Linked DNA regions of Gasterosteus aculeatus: region 2 is linked to region 1. The links are chromatin contacts, called in public Hi-C maps. All regions are on one chromosome and are shown on one strand. The core of a region is the stretch at or near the end of the contact, and the rest is flanking DNA. Distances in the headings are between cores, read along the strand shown. Region 1 holds the start of ikbke (inhibitor of nuclear factor kappa B kinase subunit epsilon). Region 2 has its middle 5.1 kb from the start of mdfi.

Region 1 (2,880 bases), core at 274-2,773:
GCCACCCAACAGCAACTGTCTGGAGAGACACCGGAGTACCAGCAGCCTTGGTGCTTAATAAATATGCACTGTGTGTACATGCAATCTGACAAAAAGCCTTCACGTACATACATGATAGGAAGTCATCCTCAGCCTCTGCTGTAACTGCACCAGCGGCGGATTATCTTTAAGTCTAAACAGAAGGAGGAAACCCATATCCAAGGGCTTACATTGTTTTAAATATCATTATTGCAGTAATGTATTTTTAGCTAAATTAGATCTGATGATGAATTAAGTAATATTTGAATAATTTAGCGAGCACTGACTTCAAAAGTGGACACATGCCATTCGGGGAAAACTAAATCATACCTTTTTGTGGTTTGTATTTTACAACCCGCACTGAACTATTTGTATCTTCATATTACCCACTATCCCGCCCCTGTTCTCCCAGTAATACAGCACATACTGCATTCCTGTATGCTCTCTACCATGTTATGAATTATACTTGTAAAGGTTTATTTGTATACTGTTCTTGTATTACCTGGTGTATTTGTGTCGCTCTTACCTCATGACAACTGGAGGGACTGTGACTGTTTGTGTGTGTGTGGGGTGTGTGTGGGGGGGGATATGGGGGTGTAATTTATCAGCATAAACAAACACAAACAGACGTGCATGTGGTTGGTTGATGTGTTTGTTCCTATTCAATCTCAAATCAATCATTGTGCACTTGAACAACTTGGCTTGCGTGTGGACTAACTGTGGGGACGGTTTGTCTGAATTGAATATTGTTAAATATGCATTTTGTGTCCATTTGAAGACGGCGGAACTCAAAAAAAAAAAGACTGTAATGTCAAATCTATTTATAGTTGTCTCTGTATTACTGGAGAATCCTGTGTTCAGATGTACTTTGTATATACAATGTTGTACATTACAGAGGTACACTCTTTTTTGGTACAATATTGTACAGTAATAGCAATAGTAGTTTAATCAAATAGGCCTTATATAATTCCATGTGTAGTTCTTGTAGTAGATCTTTTTTTAATAAACATTGCTTGCTATATAGAGTCTTGAATTCTTTGACGTTTGCAGCAGTAACAAATTTGTCTAAAAATATTTCTGATAGAATGTCTTTTCCGTACTAATGAAGCATGATGTCAGAGATTGCGGATATACAGCAAGAAGAGGCGAGTCGAGCACAAAATGAGGGCTTTTGATGGCATATTGGAAACCAGACAAGATCAGCCACAGTCCTTTTCACATCTTGCATCTCTGTGTACTTCAATAGACCCTCCTTGACTCTTAAAACACCCTTTTTTTAGAACTGCACACCTCAGGTTTACAACCCAGGCTTACGGTTAAAATGTTTAGTCATCACTTCAAGTAAAAAAAACAAAAAAACAAGACACCTCACCAGGGTCACCTTTTTACTTCTTTTTTAAAAAACGCTGTACCTCCGTGCTGAGTACTAGGAGTCACTCGCCATGTAGAGAAAGCTGAGCTGGATGAGGTTCCCTTTTAAACAGAACACATTGACGTGCAAACAGAAGTGGCCCTTAGACAAACAAACCTAGGTCCACGCGTACTGTGTCTGCAGTAATGCATCGTGGTTATAAACATCAAAAAGTATGTCCATGTGGATGAACCCCACCAAGTCAGCTCTGGTGTTCTCAACAGTATCTTGGGGAAACTCATGACTGTTGGCTTTGCTTTTGAAAATACATGACAACATTGGGGGGTCATGCAGTAGTGTGGCTTTAACACGTAGGTGAGCGACACGGGTGCGCGTGGGGCTCCCAGTCAACACAGACGGAAGTTGAAACAGAGAATGAAACCGTCAACTTTTCATTTGGCTGTATTTCCGCCACTATTTTAAGATTAACGAGTGCGACGCGCCCTAAATCATTCAACAAACTCGCTGCTGCCTTTGAAGACACTCGGGAATTTGGATCCATGTAGGAGATGAAGTGTTTTGATCCTCGCTGACCCGCTTCACACAGCAGTTACGCACCTCATCGCGGAAGAAGTTTCACACGTAGGCGTGCTTTGTCCTGAAGCCAAACCGCCCGGCTTCACCGTAAAGTACAGTTTAGAGTTGTAACTTACACGACTGACGATTACTTTTAACGCCTCATTTCACGGAGGAAAGCAGCGGAAGCTGGTTTCACAGCCGGTAGTCCGGTGGAGGCGGACTGCTGGCCCCAGCTACTTTTTTTTTGTTACCGATTCGATTTCCAGGTTTTACAGGAGCGGTCCAGGTAAGCTAACCTGACACCTTCCACTCAAGTTAGTTCAACTGAATCACCGAGTAGCTCAATTTACTGGCTGATATGAACGGTAACATAAGTGGTTGCTAACGGGGTTAGCTACTATCGGATGGTGTCATCAAAGTGCGGACGACGAGCTGGTTAAATTGGAAACCAGCGTTAGCCAAAGTTAAATAAAAGTCAGTGTTTTGCTATTTATGTGACGTGAGGTGAGGTTAACATGGTACACGTTAACATGTATTGTTACACGTTAATACCCCAATTAACGCTACGGTAACTAATTTGTGAATTTTCTTCTTCTTTCATCTCCCAACACAAAGTCGGACATCGTGTCCCCGCATTGCTGTCCCCGTCTCTTCCTCCAGCATGACGGGCATGACGGCCAGCACGGCCAACTACCTTTGGTCTCTGCAGGACGTCCTCGGCCAAGGGGCCACTGCCAGTGTCTACAAGGCACGCAACAAGGTGCAAGGAGGGCTTTTCATCAACTGAGCACCTCATTCACATCCCTGGTGCCCTGGTGTTTTCCGGCTTACTCTTTCGGCTGAAAAGTGACCTAGATTGTGTGATTTGCAAAACGATGTGGTTACAGTGCTCATGTGGGCTGCTTTTGACATTCTTACATGGCGGTTTGATG
Region 2 (2,880 bases), core at 229-2,728, 250 kb before region 1:
AACTCAACATTATTCTGTGCACTTTTTTGGTTTGGGAATATGGGAGTGCCCACGTTGTTGTGTGTCGTCGCTACCATTGTTTTGAAATGCAGGTTGTATGTTCTTGTTTGTAAAATATATTTGTCTGAATCAAATAATATGATTCATTTGATCATTGCTTAGCAAAGTGTAGTATCATTAGTTAGTGTAGTATCATTGCCTTTTCCATTGACGGGGTTGAGGGCAAATACATATTTCCTTATTTGGTCTATTATCAAATCTTCAATGTGCAGCTCCGTTTGTGCACAAGAATATTTGTTTATCTTAACACATTTTATCTTAAAAAGGTCAGTAGTTGTTAATGTAGACAGTCCAAGCAATGACAGTGAGGTGAAGTCAAGATAAACAAAACACAATGTTGTACTTGCATGTGCCTTAAATATCAGTTATTTTTTTCTGTAAAAACAAAGAAAAGACAAAGAAATAGACGATTTGAAAAGCAGGCCCATGTGGATGCACGCAGCTGCAGATAGGTATGTTGTGTTGTTTTAAGAGAGTCAGTATTCTGTTCGGGGGACAGCATGCTTCTTCAGCCAAAATGCTAGCATGTCTTTCAGTAAATTTATTTTGTGACTCACAGATTCTGCCTGGACCTCACTGTTCTCCATGGTGGAACGAGCAGCCCTCCACACATACAAACACACAGACAAACACACACAACATGCACAAAAACGCACGCACACACACATACACACACAGAAACTCACACATGCATATTGAGTTTGCATTGTAAGTCAATGTACATGCACAGAAAAGCAGATACTTAAACACATCCAGGTTTGCAGACATACAACATAAACACTATTCCTTACTCTGCCCAGACAAGCATTAAGAAATATATGTAGTGCTTAATGCCAAAGACTATTGTGTCATGCCAAGAATAACCTATATGTGTGTAGCCATGCACCCTGGCTCACCTTGTGCAAGTATATACTAACTTTCTGCTCAGTATTCATGATGTGTGCATGCCAGTGTGTTCCTGTTTGCGTGTGCATGTGTGTCTGCAATAAGTTTAAGATTGGGTCCCTCCCAAAAACAAATGTCACAGGGATTTTCTCCCAGCCGACTAACTCAGAAGTTCACTAAAAGCACAAGATTAAACAAAGTTTTAACCTTCCAAATACATCCAGCCGGTTTCCATATTTTCTCCCTGGGGCAACACATCCATCATGCATGCAGAGCAAAGGTTGAAAGATCAGCTGCAGGGCATGCGCTAAACCTGCACGGTAAAGCGATACAGGTGAGGAGAAGGAAAAACAGAGCAGTGCAGGTGAGTAAAGGAAAAGCACAGATAGTTCACAGAAACCAGCTTCTTCTGTATTTAGTACCCGTTCTATAACCGAATACAACTTCAGCCACCTGCAGCCATGTGATTCATGCTGTCCGACAAACAACAGGTAGGTCAATCAGTGTCTGTTCTTCACTCTCTGGCCCACCCTGTTGGTTGGACTATGTCAGTGGACCACAGCGATGTTTGTTGCTGGGTTTGTGTTTATAAGATGCTGCTTGTGTTGTCCGGTTTGTTTACTCCTCCTTGTGGCCACTTCATGCATCACAACACAGGCCGACTTCTCTGAAGGCCTTGTGTTGATGCGATGGCCTGAACTCCAACTATAACCTTTTGAGCAGTAGTTTTGTCGTTTCATCGGGCATACATGTCAAATTAGTATTTACTAACTACTTCACGGCACTGGCACGAAGGAATGATTTAATACATTGTTCAAATACTGTACATGTTTATATATTTTTCTATGTGAACAGTTTTTACTAAAAAAAAAGAATGTTCTATTGAAAAGCTTAGCTATTCCATCCATCCATCTTCAAAGCCGCTTAACTTTCATAAAGGGTCATGGGGAGGCAGATAACATTGGGCGGGGTACACCCTAGATTAATTGACATCCACATCCCCACACCTGCAGGCTATTTAGAGTCACCAATCAGCCTAATCCCCAGAGCATGTCTTTGGATTGGGAGGAAGCCGGAGAACCTGAAGAGAACCCACACAGAAATGCTGCTGGGTGGAGTCAAAAAACACAGGACCTTCCTGCTGTGAGGAGACATTGCTAACCACCACTCCACCGTGCTATGGTGCCTTATTTTACTTTTACCTTACGTTTTGCTTAAATTATAAACTGTCCTCGAAACCATCTGCAATGCCCTCACCAACCTGGGTCCCCCAAACCCGGGATGATGGGCGTTTTCAGGTGTCACCCTTTCTCTTTGAAAATCATCAATAAACCACATCCAAAATACTACCACATCGTCATCAAACCTGCATCTACAAACTTGCCCCCATGGTATCTATTTACTTTTTACAGTATGACCTAACAATAAGCTAAAATTGATGAAAACTCATTCTGCACATACTGCACATGCCACTTTAACTGCAATTCATCACTTTGTCACTTGTCACTTTGTCTCTTGTCTGTTACTTGTTTGTTAGTGCACTTTATGCTTAATACTTTTCTTTTTAACTTTTTAATATTTAAAATTTGTTTAACTTTATTCCCTTGTTTTTTACTAACCCATAGCCTTAGCCTTATTCTTACTAACCCATTGCATTAGCATTTCATTCCACTTTATTTTATTACCTGTGCACTGTTGTCTTGTCTGTCTACTGTCGCGCACTAACCGCCAAGACAAATTCCTTGTATGTTTGACATATTTTGGCTAATAAATGTATCCTGATCCTGATTCCTGATTCATTATTCAGAACAGTTTCCTTGATTGGTTTTCCTTAATTATAGTGGTTAGAGACAGCAGGAGTCGAGAGCACAAGAAAATGTAGTTGTATTTAATATTAAGTATATCAAGCCATTTTCAGTTTGTGTTTTTATTTTT

Evidence for each region. Hi-C and Micro-C count contacts between places; a contact is called where the count stands out from the background.
Region 2: a Hi-C map of whole body shows a contact between it and region 1, with 2.7 times the contacts expected there. The contact joins the enhancer-like site here to the promoter of ikbke in region 1. A contact is called at or near these places in 2 of 6 Hi-C or Micro-C datasets (liver and whole body).

Annotation. Positions count from the first base shown.
Region 1 is chr17:11,901,320-11,904,199 of fGasAcu3.hap1.1, reverse strand. It overlaps ikbke (inhibitor of nuclear factor kappa B kinase subunit epsilon), which reads left to right and starts at 1,523. Exons shown (of 21, transcript XM_040202599.2): 1 at 1,523-2,234; 2 at 2,564-2,708. The coding sequence starts at 2,610. It overlaps srgap2 (SLIT-ROBO Rho GTPase activating protein 2), which reads left to right. Exons shown (of 23, transcript XM_040202890.2): 23 at 1-1,039.
Region 2 is chr17:12,148,794-12,151,673 of fGasAcu3.hap1.1, reverse strand. No RefSeq gene overlaps it. Among protein-coding and RNA genes, the nearest start is that of mdfi, 5.1 kb to the left of the region's middle. Within about 2 kb of position 1,478, at least 2 of the 9 cell types and tissues checked have open chromatin away from gene starts, as enhancers often do. A contact at or near this core is called in liver, where this site is marked.